2 separate regions of the Gossypium hirsutum genome follow, and region 2 is linked to region 1. The links are chromatin contacts, called in public Hi-C maps. All regions are on one chromosome and are shown on one strand. Each heading gives the region's core, a stretch centred on a gene start, on an enhancer-like site or on the middle of the called end of the contact. The rest is flanking DNA. Distances are from core to core; before and after follow the strand shown. Region 1 has its middle 16 kb from the start of LOC107926062. Region 2 has its middle 16 kb from the start of LOC107925977.

Region 1 (7,132 bases), core at 2,568-5,067:
ATAATGTTATATCCTCGAGTGTAATTGTACACTCACCACACGGAAGATGGAATGTGTGTGTCTTGAGTCTCCATTTTTCCACCAAAGCGTTGATAAATGCAGACTTCAATTTAGTCCCACCGAGCATACAAGACACATGCAAGATGCCAGCCTCTTGCAAGTGTTGTTCAATAACACGCGGTGCCCTCGCACTTAAATTGTGTATATACGTCTCAATAATCAGATATTCGGTCTGATTATATAATCATAAAAATTTATAAAATTAATAATGTTAACAACTTAATAATTATATTAATTAAAATATAAAAAATAATATTTTCTTACCATTAATAATTGGACGCCGAAAATGTGTGTCATCTAAAAGAATAAGAGGCATTGAAATTTCTAAAATTATAAAAATAAAATAAAATCAAAGAAATTACAAAATATAAAATTAAGACAAGAAGAATTTGAGAAAAATTAAATGAAAAATTAAGAATAAAATAGTTGAGAGAATAGATGAACATGATTAAGAGAATTGAGAGAAAATGATTTAAATGCAAAAGAAAGAAAATGAGTTGTATATATATAGCAAATAAATTAGTCGTTAGAAATTTTTTTTCGTAAAAGATTGGAAATTAACTATTAAAAATTTTTTATCATTACAAAAAGTTGCCATTACACGAAAACGGGTCTTGCTAAATACGTTTTCTATTTCTTTCTCCAAAATTAAATTATTTTCTTAAATTAAAAAAAACTAATTTACTAATTAAATTTTAAAAGTGATATTCTTTTACTAAATAACCTCTCAAACCACCACTAATTAAAATAGAGTATATTACACATTTAAGGATCTTCAGATCCACCATTTTTAAATTATTACAACACCAACAATATTAATAAGACGGCTTTCATTTTTTCTAATAATTGAATCATTATTATTCTAATTAAACATATAAAAACAAGATTTTTAAAGTTTCGTATTTAAAAAGGTATCACATAAAATTCACTACTTAATATTAATTTTTTTTATAAAAATCCTAGAAACACTTCAATTTTTTAAAGTTATCAGTCAATTTGACGTGACGTTGTGGGCAAAAACGTGTGTGGAAAGAAAATGAAAGGTCAAATTGGCCTATCAGTCCTCAAACTATGCATAAATTAATTTTAAATTTTTAATCTTGTCAAAATAGTAGTTGTTAAATTCATTAAATAAAGTTCTATCATTTTCGTCATTTATATTATCACATGTGTAATATTATGTCAACTTGCTATTTTCACATAATACACACAAATCAAACTAATTGATTTAACAGATATTATTTGTATCAGGATTGAAATTTCAAAATTCGAAAATGATAAGAACTAAGAATGGATCAAATATACAGCTTTATACAAACTACATGACTAATAGAGGAATTTAGAGAAATGGGTTTAACTTCTACCATTTGAAGTCAAGACTATAATTGACCTTTAAAAAATATAAATACTAAAATTAACCGAATTAAAATACATCAACTAAATTTATAACCAAAAGGAAAATGGGTTTATACCTTACTCGGAAAAGTCTTCTATACCTTACCAATTAAGAAAAGTTACATTAATTGATTTCTTTTACACAACTTAAATAAGCATCCATTCATACACAACTTATCAAAAGTTTAAAAGTTCAAAAACCTAAAAAGTCCTTTTAAGTAGAGTTATCATCCAATATTAAGTATAGAAGACGCTTGGATTCGAACTCATTTTCTTGAGTCTCGATAACTCTTAAAGTGGACTCCATTAATTCAATATCAAATCTCAAAGACACACACACCAAATCAAATCAAATTCTCAAGCAAACATCTCACTAAATCCATTTTCAAGATCAAGTTTCAATAATCCTTAAAATAGACTAAATTTATCCAAGATTTAGTCTAAACAACCTTTAGATCAAAACTCCACTAAAGAAAAATTTAAAAAAAAATTTCTTTTACTGATCCTAGAAATTGTAACTAATTTTCATAAATAAAATTTCTTTTATTTGCTTATTTTTTATATCTTATTTTTAACTTGAAATTTGTATATAATAGTATTAAAAACTAAATAAATAATACGCTTTCAAAATAAAAAAAAATACATATGAAAGGCTTAAATAAACATAAGTTCAGGGGCCTAGTTAGGGGATCGTAGGGGCCTTGGTCCTTAAAATGAGATTTTTTTTATTTAGGCTATTTAAAATTTTAAATTAGTAAAAATAAAATTACACTTTATCTCTTAAAAATGATAAAAATTATAAAATCTTTTAAAAATTATAAATATATGGACTATTAAAATAATAAAATTGTATTTTTACTATTATAAAATTTAGACCTTAAAAAAAGATTTTAACTTCATCCCTACTTAAGTTATTAGTTTATAAATATATGTAAAACTGATCCTGATTTTGGTTATTAAAGTGTTAAATAAGGCTAAATTTGTTGACCCAGTGATGTCGTAATCTTATCAAAGACATATTGAAATTATTAAGAGTTAGGTCATCCATAACTTTTACGAAAAATATAAATAAAGAAAATAAAAAAAGCTTTCATGTGCATTGTCTATTTCCATTCTTTCCCATCATCATATGGTCAAGGGAAGATGGAAATTATTAACTCTTTCGACCCCACCAATACAGTGATCATTACACAAAAACTAGAAAAAATCGACGTCTACATGAAGATTTTCAATGCACTGATCATGTTGATATATGTATGTTTACATGCATGAATGTCCATGCATGAGTATATTTCTTTCGGTACTGTCGACATTAAAGTGGACTTGTTTGATGATGTACATCACTACATGCAGATGCATGTCTTCAATCTTGCCCGTACATATTGATTATCTTAGTTTTCATGCATGAAGTATCAGATTTAAATTAATAAAATTTTAATAAATATATTTTAACAATATTATTATAAGTTCTGATCATATCTGTTTTTTTAACACAATAACTAGAATTACCCATAACCCCTCCCTAACGTATAAATAAGAGTATAATGCGCTTTAACGCATTCAAACAATAAGTATATATAATATTTTTTTTATAAGAAGTAAGAGTAGGGATTGTCTGCAGATCAAATCTAATATTCATGCTAATTAAAAAATTAAACACAAATTCTTTATCATTTTATTTATAAATCTTAATGGATTATGAATGATTTAACTTTGAATGAAACAAATTTTTATTTTTTAAAAAGTAAATACGAAGTAAGATAAATGATTTTTTTAGACAATAAGTATTGAAAAGTTATAATAATTGCCTACCCATCCCGTTTTATAAAAGCAACACTTAACTTTCTATATAAAACTATTAAAATAGTAAATTATAGAAAAATCATGGATTCCTTTTTCCCTTTCACTCCTTAACCGAATTGAATATATTAAAAATAATTAGAAAAAAACAAATAAATGAATCTAACATTCATAAAAATAATAATGTTGAATCACCCACAATAAAACAAGACATACCAACTATAAAAATAGCAATAAATTTGACAAAATCCGTCCCGCTATGCTTCATCCACGTTTCTAGTCATGGAATTTGGACTTGGACAAAACAAGAACTTCCCAACTTAGGCCAGGCCCGTCGATTTAGGCCAGCCTAGCTACAACAACGATGTGAAAAGACATGAATGATAAGGCGGCAACTTTATAATAAATCGGAGATTTGGGATCTGTATGCAGATGCAGGACTCAAAGTACCATCTTCACTGACATTAAAAACATTGCCTTTATTACAAAACATAATAATAATGTAGGGCAGGTTTAATACCTAGAGGGGGCCAACACTTGTCTTGAACGTATTTAGTAGCAAGCGGAAAATCAAACCCTCCCCCACCCTCCCCTCTCCCCTCAAACCTCTAGGTAGCTCTTAACTAAGCCCTTGACAACCATTTATGTTTATTTATTCAACTTTTTAATTTTTTAGAATTACGATAAAATTTAAATAATATATAAATGTTGAAGATTTTTTTAAAATTATAATTAAATTGATATAATATATAATATTTGAGGGCTTAATTTATTATACAAATTTTTGAATTGTCATCTCACCTTTTTGTTAAACATTTAACGATACTTAAACGGAAATAAACAAAAAAACAAATTTGATTAATTAAGTGATCATTTTAAAATTTGGGTGATGAAAAAAAGGTTAAGATATACAAGGGTACTTGAATTTGACAACTTATATATAATTGGTACCTAAACTTTTTTTTGGACCTACTTGACACAGTGTTGACTAATAATAGCATGGTGAAATATGGTAGTTTTACATTTTGACTTGTGAAAAATTATTTTAATAATTTTTTTTATTTTTTTGCCATGTGTCAAAAAATATAAGGCTATTATATTTCATTATGCTATCGGTCGTCAGCACTATGTCAGCGTATTTTAATGGTATTAGTCATGTATCTAAAGAAAAGTACCAAGTTGAATTATTTCAAATTTAGGTACCAATTAAGTCAAACAAATAAATAAATAAATACAAATTACCAAATTTAGATATCTCCATATATATATATTTAAAAACCTTAAGTAGGAACTACTGTACGCACAAATTTTGAGTCAAAAGTTGACTTGAAAATTCAGAGTCAAATTTTACTTATAACTTTGTGTTTGCTCAATTGATCAAACCAAAATCACCAAGAGGGGGGTGAATTAACTTTTAAAAATTTAGGAAAGCTAGAAAGAAAAGATAAAATAAAGAACACAACAATTTAGTGTGGTTCAACCCCAATTGCCTACTCCACTACCTTAACTTTCCACAACTAAGGATTCTCCCAAATTCACTAATTTGTACAACCTTTGAGGATAAGGTTTAACCTTACAACTCTCTTAAAATTTCTACCAAAATATTAAGATATAAACTGTTTCAAAGAATTACAAAGAAGCAAACAAAGAAATAATCCTTACAATATCATAATGTTTGCCAAGTTAATTTCTATAAGTAAGAAAAGACTAAATCATAAAAGTCGCAGAAGTTAATTTCTCTAAGTTAAATTATATTATATAGTTATAAAACCATGAATTAAGGGATTAAAATGGTAAATCTACCAAATTGAAGTATAGTGGAAAGTTAGGTGATAGGTTTTGTGTGAAATTTGATTAAATAACCAAGGTTAAAATGGTAATATAATAAATAAACCAAAAGCAAAAGATAAAAAAACATGCCGTCATCTTTATTTTTGATCACCACCGATTGTAAGAGGAGAAAAACACCATTGTTGAGTTCTTAAGTTTTGACCAAGCTCTAATTGGGTGCATGTAAGTGTTTTTCAACCTGTTTTTCATGATTTTTATGTTTTTGACATCGTTGTAGCTTAATCTAGCTAACCCGGAGACTGATTCGTAAAATTGTTCAATGTTTAGAATTATGCCATGGATGAATTTGTGATGTTTTTGAAGTTTGTTTTTATATCATTAAGCTTGATAGTTAAATAGGACTATTTTGTAAAGTGACTTTGGTTAGTTTTAAGTTAAAGGACTAAATTGATAAAATATTAAATTGGGCATGAAATTCTTGTGAAATTTTAATAAATATGGGTTGCAATGGTATAAGGGAACATTTGGCTAGCATGAAGTTGGTGTAATTGTGATAGATTTGAAAGTTTTAGGTTTAGGGGCTAAATTGAATAAAAGGTAAAAGTCTAAGGTAAATGTGCAAAATAAAGATTAAGGGTCAAATATGTGAATTTAAATGTTTTATGTTATTAAATTGATTAATTGAATAAAATTATTATATTTAGATCAAGAAACAGATCAATTGGTTAATAATCGCGCGAAAGGAAAAGTTGTCAAGTCGTTGAGTGTTGATAGCTATCGAATTTTGGTAATTTCGTAATACGTTTATTATTTTTATTAATATTTTAATTAATTATGTGTTTGGTTATATGAATTTGAATGATGCTATGATCTATTGAATGGTAATGAAATGGAAAGATTATGGTTTGAAAGGTAAAGTTGGAGCATGGAATGATCTCGATAAAACAGGATAAGCCTGAGTGAACTTAGTGAATAGCTAGGATACAAATGGATGTCATTAAGACGTATCAAACACTAATTGTCAGTGATTATAGTGTTAGGTACTTTGTACCAGTGTTACAGTATCAGGCTTTCTGTGTCGGTGTTATATTTATCAAGTACTATGTAATGGTGATGGATACCATACCGATGGCTTGAGATCCTGCATGTGTTCTGGATTCTTCGAAGCTTGTGTGAGCAGCAACATGTATCAGTTAATGTCCTTTTGTTAGCTTGTGTGAGCATTACCCTCTCGTGTATCTGAAGCCAATTTACTATTGTTCTTCGGGCAAAATAGTTAACTATTGAAATAGAAATGGAATGATATGATATAAAGGATTATATTTGTTTGATTATATGTTGGTATGCGATTCTTAACATGATATGAATTGTTCACGTTTAGTCACTTCACATAGTTGGAATGATGAAACAAGACAAATGAATGTTTATTCTATGTTATGTATGATTTATAAATTAAATTGACAGGTATGTAATGTTTTATTTTATGAACTTACTAAACTTTATATAAGCTTACTCTATTTGGTTTTTCTTTTTTTGTAGATTGTCAGACTTTTACCGTCGATTGGAAAATCGTTGGAGATCACACTATCCAATAATTTTTTCGGTAGTTATTTGTTTATTTTGGCCCGATTATAAGTGGCATGTAAATAGGGTTTCGGTATGCTTATGTTATTAGGTAACTTGGTGATGACTTGTGTCATTCGGGATGTAATTTTGTATTTGGTATTTTGGTATCTTAAAATGGTAGCTTTTCACTTGATGCCTTTGTTGATGAGATGTTGTTGAAATGGTCATTTTGGTTTTGGTAATTTATGGACTTATGATGGAGTATGTTTGCATTTGAAATTTTAGTATAAATGGATGATTTTGGCATATGGTATTTGGGACTTGGTTGATGATTGAATAAGATGGATATGTTGATTATGTCTTGGTTTGGATAGTTGTTGTTTATACTTGAATTGTGGTGCCATTGAGGGCATATTGGTTAGCCATATAGGTTGAATGTGAATTGACATATTTTGGTAGGTTTTGGTACATTTTGAATAGGTTTATGTAATGGTAAATGCATGGCTTGGAGTTTAAAAAA
Region 2 (7,132 bases), core at 1,615-4,114, 37 kb after region 1:
TTGGAGTTATAAATTCCACTATTGTGAATGATACTGCATACTGTAGAAGTTGTATACCCAACGCACCAGCTTTCGATTCCTTATCTATATGAACTCAGGCTTTTATTTACATCAAAGTATATGAGTCATGCATACATACTCCACCACCCACTCAGGATTAATGTATGTCACACTATGAATGTCACAAGTGAATAAATCCATAAACGGATCTAAGATCTACTCTACTTGGGTTCGGTCCGATGTACTGTAAGTCCGGTCAATCACATTTCTCTAATTGGACTTGGTGGACAACATATTAGTCTTTGAATCGGTTTACTCATTTTTTGTTAGACTAATAATATGTTTAGGTTCATCTACTAATACAAGTTGTCTTTCTGTATTACAATCTAGCCACATAATACTGCCTAGTATTAGTTAAATGTTAGATAACCAATGAGCTAATATCTACTTCCATTTCACTTTGCGTGCCAAAACATCAAAGACTATATACAAATGGTGTTAATGTAATTAATGAATGTTATTATTAAACCAATTTGTTCAAAAAATACAAGTATGCAAAATTAATATACAAGTATGCAAAATGAATATACTATACTTAAGGAACTAGATCCGACAATTTTCCCTTTGTTTTTGTCTTAGGATTGAGAAGATTGCTTGGATTTTGAAGACACCTTGATAGACTTAGAGTTTATAGCCATAGGTTGCTTGCTTTCTCCTAGGCTGGGAATGTTCTTTCCCCTTTTACAATTATGTTGCTTCTCTTTACCCCTTTTTGAATCTTGGATTGGAGGTTTTAAGTTTTTAGGAATTGTCATACTCAACTCCATATAATGAGTTCTAGTGGCCAACTTTTCAAAGGTCTTTGGCTTGATTCCTTGAAGAATGCAACATAATCCCCAATTCATTCCTTGGATACATATGTCGAGGGCTGAAGATTCCGACAATCTTTCCTTGCAATTCAGTGTTAGACTCCTCTAACAATGGATGTAATCAATGGCTAGTTCATCTTTTCGCTAGCGTGCGCCAATAGGCTTAATCATTCTGATAATGTGATGGGTACTGTAGAATCTGTTGAGAAATTCATGTTCAAGTTGTTCCCAATTATCAATTGTTCCAAGCTCAAGGTCAATATATCAGTCGAAGGCATTTCCTTTTAGCAACTGGACAAATTACTGTACCATGAGATCACCATTAGTTCTGATGTTATTGTAAGTCTCCACAAAATGAACGGCAAGTTGGCATGGATTCTCTTTTCCATCAAGCTGTTGGAATGTAGAAGGTTGATAATTTGATGGCATTTTAAGATGATCAATCCTGTAGGAGCATGGCTTGACAGAAGAGTATAAAGGTTGAGCTATGCATTCAACTTGATCTTGGACAACTTCTTTAATGAGCTCCTTGAGTTGATCGGAAATGACAATTTCCTTGATTGTTAATTGAGGATCTTTGGTAACTTGCACATTGGATAGTTCACCAAGCTCCTTTGGTAGATTCTCATTTTGAACTTCTTCATTGACTGGCCCCTTCCTAGTAAGATCAATGAGCCTTTATTTGAGGCTTGTAGCAATACTCTCTATGCCACTTGTTTTTCCAAGGATTTTGTGTTAATTTTCATGACATTCATCACTCCGGAGTTAGACTTTGGGGGAGATGTTGGAATGGTATGGTGACTTGATTGGACGTTTTTCCCCTTGAATGATAAGAGACGGGTTACAATTGATCCATGGCGAGATACTTCTTCTGAGTCATGAGTTGTTAAAGAAGAATCAAAAAGTGGATTGTCATTGAGCATCGAGGAAGTTTGGTCGAATGACTCTAAAAGAACTTTCGTTTTTTTGCCTGGTGCCATAAGGATAGACATGGACACTGGTGCTTGATAATAAAGGCGAACGGGTTGCAAGATTAGTTTAAACGGACTTGCTGATGACGATCTTCTTTGAGGCCATTGCCACTTTGAACTTTGAATTTTCGATAGAAGAGATGAAAGGAAGAGACGGTCCCACCAAACGTGCTAGAAATTTGTACGCACAAATTTCGAGTCAAAAGTTGACTTGAAAATTCAGAGTCAAATTTTATTGATAACTTTGAAAGAAAGTTACAATCTCTAGAAATTTATTAAATACAAAGAAAAATATCATTTGATTCTTCTCTTCAGTTTGACTTCAATCCATGGGTTGTCTAGACTTGGTATTGGATAGATGTGGATTGCTTCAAGAGCAAGTGTTTCAAGTGTCGTGGCGACTTACTCTTGAAGCGAGTTTAGACCTCTTTTCTTCAGTTGATTTGGATCGAAAGGCGACTTTCTTTAGAAATGACTCTTGGCTTCCTTTCCACGGTTGAATTTGATAAGAAGGCGACATTCTTTAGAATTTCTTCAAGCTCTTTGGCTTCTTTAAAAAATTCTGCAAAGATTTTTTCAGCTTCTTGAACTTGTGTCTCTCTATAAAATGGCTTGAGTGACCCCTATTTATAGTGTCAATTATTTGAATAAACAAAGTTTTTGCATATCTTAATTCCTCCATTTAATTGTTCTAAAAAATTTAAATTCTTTTATTTATTTAATTAATTAAAAATAAAATAATCATTTGTATTATCACTTAATTATTTTATTTTAAATTAATAATAATATAAATTTTTAATAATTATATTTTAATTAATTAAAAATATATGATTATGACACAAACACTCTAATTGGTTCAAAAAATTTCATAATGTATAACCACATTGTAGTTTACTCTATATATACGTGGCGATTCAAAAGTCTATATCTAAATTCAAGTGGGTTGTTTACCTACACGTGGTAAGGGTTTATTTGATACGGAAAAACCTAATCTCAGCCGTCCACCTGCTCCCCACATTTGTTTGAGACATTACTGGAAATGCCTAGCTTCTTTCCATTTCCCATAATTTAATGCCCTCCAATATTCTTGCCTATTGGACCCACATTCGTTCATTCAATTGCTACGTCACAACTTAATGCGTCTAAACCCCAAACTCAACAAAATAAGTTGGTTCACTCAATATATAAAAACTCAAAAGCTAGTTTAGCTCCCGCCAAACATTTTTGGGTCTCAACTTAATAATTATTTTTGGTTTCCCTCTCTGAATTTTGCAATTATTTCTACATTAGACTTGAATTTTTTTTTGTCTAAATTAGTCTATAATATTTCATTGAAAACAGTTAATTTCAATTGATTTTTAATATTTATTTAATTGAACTGGTTGAACCAGTTGAATTGACAAACTGATGGCTTGATTGGTTCGATTATTGGTTCAGTTGTAAAACTTTGGGTAGAATATTTCATCCCGACATATGCTAATAGTTGGATAATAAAATTTTGGTTTGATAAAAATATGAAAAAAATAAAAAATCGATTCAACCACCCAATTCTCAAGTCAACAAGTCAAATGGCTTTCCTCTGGCTGATATCCTTATTGATTTCAGGCTAATCGGTTCAGTTCAAGTTTTTCTTACTTTTTTTATAATGTTTATAAGTTTATATTAATTTAATAATTTTTTTATATCTTTTTTTTTATTTTTAAGAATTCTATTATGTTGTTTTAAATTTTAAATATTTTAAATAAGTTTTATTAACTGTATAATTTCTTATAATTTCTTTTATAAATTTTAATATTTTTATCTTTTATAAAAAATATTAAATTAAACTAGAAGTTGTCACGTGCAACCATCTAATTGGTTTGTCTTTTTATTTTAGTGGTCAACGTGATTAATGATGAAAATCATTAACGGAAGGACTTAATTGATTATTTTAATTAATAACAAGGGCTTAATTAGGTGTGAGTTTAATATAGAGGCTTAATTGATTTTTTACATTTTCTTAAGAACTTTTTTAACATATAATTAATTAATTTTTAACTTTCCACCATTACATACAAAAGGACATTTTAACCTTCAACCATAAATTTTGACAGCATTTTTTGGCACACTGAAATAGTAATGGAAAACTTACTCTTACCACATCAACTGCTCAACAAAAACAAAGTATGGGCTAACAGAAAGGAACATGGTAATTGTAATAGGTCAATTTAGCTCGAGCTCACAAAAAAATAATAAACCCAAAATAATAAAATAAAGTCCAAGTCCAATACAAAATTATATCATTTGGCCCGATCGGAATGGCCCACTACTTGAAAAGGTTGAAGGTTCATCTACAAGCTTATGGAAACATAATCTTTAAGGATATGCAATCTTAGATATGATATGCAATCTTAGATATGATATATGCAATTTTAGAAGATATGATTTTGTAATATTAGAGATTTAATTTGTAGATGCCCTTTAATCTTAGCCGTTGAAGTAATTGATCTGTACCGTTGGATTTGGGGAGGCTCAACTATAAAGAGATGCATCTCCCTTCATTATAAAGGACTTGAGTTGGGAGTAATAATAATTATTAAGAGTATTCACTCAAATTTTTCTCTATTTTGCGTTCTTATTTTTTGTGGCTTGTTCTTATTTTGTTGATTTGTGTATAATTTATTTATTGATTTGTATATTGTTGATTTCAATTCTCTTTTTCCCTTATTATTCATTTTCAAATTCATTATTTTCAAATTTTTTTACATTTTATTTTGCCTTATATTTTTTTATTTTAAATTTATTGGTCTTTGATTATTGATGTTATTTAATCCTCTATTTGTTATTTTAGTTTTTTATTATTAAATTAATTATTTTAATATTGTTAATACTATTATGTGCAATCATTAATCTTGTATCATTATTATTTATTTTTTTATGCCTTTAAATTTCAAATTTTGTTATATATATGTATGTATACATACATATGTTTTATAATATATACATATACGTGCACATTTTTTAATTTTTATAAATATATATACACATACTTTTATATATTTTCTATGTTTCATAATTTTATATACATACTTATATATATATATTACATATTAAAATATGTATATTTATTTTTATTTTTTATTTTTTTTATAATTCACATACATATATATTTTTCTTATATATACATATATATTTTTATATTTTATAATTTTTATCTATTTTCTTTGTTATTATTATTGCTTTACTTGATGTTTATTTATTTATTTATTCACATGACCATTATTATCATTATTATATTCTTTAAATGCTTCGGTTTTATTTATTTACTTGATATTGTGTATACATGATTGATTTGTTTTTTTATTTATCTTTTCATTATTATTATTATTATTGTTGTTGTTATTGTTCTTGATCATGCTATTTATATTTACATTATCACAATTGTTACTCCATTATATAATTTTTACCCAAATTCGTATAAAGAGAAAATTTTGAAAAATAAAGGCAATACTCGGTATTTGGAATCTTCGAGAGGATTGAGCCCTAACGTATTTGGTTCCAACTCTTTCGTTGAATCTGAATAATCGAGAATGCTCTTTAATCAAAATATAAATAAAAAGCTCATTATCGAGAATTCAATACGTTGTGTCCTAACGCATTGGATATGACATGTTGTTTTCTCGATATGATGATTTTTTTTTCTAAAAATAATAAAGGTAATATTCAATGTTTAGAATTTTGAGAAATTGTGCCCTAACGTATTGCGCTGCGATTTCTTCATCTGACTTAAACAATTGAATATCCTTTTAAATTTTATTGCACGAGTTTTTTTGAACAAGCTCGTTTTTGAGGAAGTGAAATATCATGCCCTAACTCATTGGGTGTGACATTTTCTCTTTTCAAAATGAGAGGGCCTTATCGAGTAACTTGTTTTATATAAGTTTTTTTTAAAAAAAACAAAAGATCGTATTTTAAATCTATTCAAAGTTTTCAATTTTCGACATTGAGACATTAATTAATAACTAGGTACCAATTTTTGGGCGTTACGAGGGTGCTAATCCTTCCTTGTACGTAACCGACTCCCGAACTTGTTTTTCTGAATTTCGTGGACCAAAATCGTTGTTTTAATAAAGTCAAATCGCTTATTAAAAATAACCACTTTTTGAGGTGAACCGATCACACCTAAATAAAAAGGATCGGTGGCGACTCCCATTTTCATTTTTTTTCAAAATTCAAGTCGACCCCGTTTTTCAAAATAAAAATGGTTTCGACAGTAATAAAGAGCGAGGGTGAGATATGGACACAAGTTTGGACAATCTCATAGAGATCTAAAAATAGTAAGATTATGGAGTTTATTGTGAAGGGGGTTTCACAATATAAACTGAAATGTTGTCTTGCAGATCACTTAATATCAATTTATAATTAGATTTAAATAAAAATATTATTTTCTTATTAAATGATAAATTCGATTCTAACCTATTATTATGAACTCAAATATTTGATGGGCTTATAAATTCAGATCATGCCTACGGCCCAATATTTTTGAACCATACTGAAAACCCATTCGAAAATGATAAACAAATCTACAATTTTCCTGAGGGAAATGTTTGGGTGTTTGACGTCAAATGATAGGAGTAAATAGTAGATGGTTAAGGAGGTGATATCATCTACCTCAATACCATAATATTGATTTTTACATTTGTAATAGCCCAATTTTACCCGGGCCTGAATTACAAACAAATAAAAAGCCCAAATCAATCAACCCAAATAGAAATTAGATAAACAAAATCTAAAAATAAATAAAAAGTTCAAAATACAACAATATATTCACAAATCAGTTCAAATTTACAAGCCCAAATGGCCTAAATAAAAAACCTAAAGTCCCATAATACAACCTAACCCAATACACTACCCAAATTACAAGCCCAACGGCCCAAAACTTAAATCAGTTTTTGGCACCGCACCCCCTTTTCGAATGCACGCCGCCCGAAGCTCCTCGTCCCGAGGCTTGACGCGTCTGCCGTTGTTGTACCAAAATGGCAAAAGGCGCCCCTTCTCTCCCCTCCGTTGACTACGCATCGTCGTCTGCAAAGAGAAAGAAAGAGGATAGATACGAACACGCAAGAACAGTAAAAAGAACAGTTTGTATTTGACTATAAAAGCCAGGATAATCATGTATTTTTTTACACATGAAAATAATAATAAAAAACGTAATACAAAGAAAATTTAAAAAAGGTGACTCCTGTATGTTTTAATCTGTTATTTTTTTCCTTTTTTTCTTTTAAAAAATATAACATAAAATAAAAAATAAGA

Evidence for each region. A called contact is a pair of places that touch in the nucleus more often than the background predicts.
Region 2: a contact with region 1 is called in a Hi-C map of leaf, with 2.0 times the contacts expected there. The contact joins two enhancer-like sites. A contact is called at or near these places in 5 of 34 Hi-C or Micro-C datasets (anther, fibers and leaf).

Annotation. Positions count from the first base shown.
Region 1 is chrD04:9,885,799-9,892,930 of Gossypium_hirsutum_v2.1, forward strand. No RefSeq gene overlaps it. Among protein-coding and RNA genes, the nearest start is that of LOC107926062, 16 kb to the left of the region's middle. Within about 2 kb of position 3,818, at least 4 of the 9 cell types and tissues checked have an H3K27ac peak or open chromatin away from gene starts, as enhancers often do. A contact at or near this core is called in leaf, where this site is marked.
Region 2 is chrD04:9,923,282-9,930,413 of Gossypium_hirsutum_v2.1, forward strand. No RefSeq gene overlaps it. Among protein-coding and RNA genes, the nearest start is that of LOC107925977, 16 kb to the right of the region's middle. Within about 2 kb of position 2,865, at least 4 of the 9 cell types and tissues checked have an H3K27ac peak or open chromatin away from gene starts, as enhancers often do. A contact at or near this core is called in leaf, where this site is marked.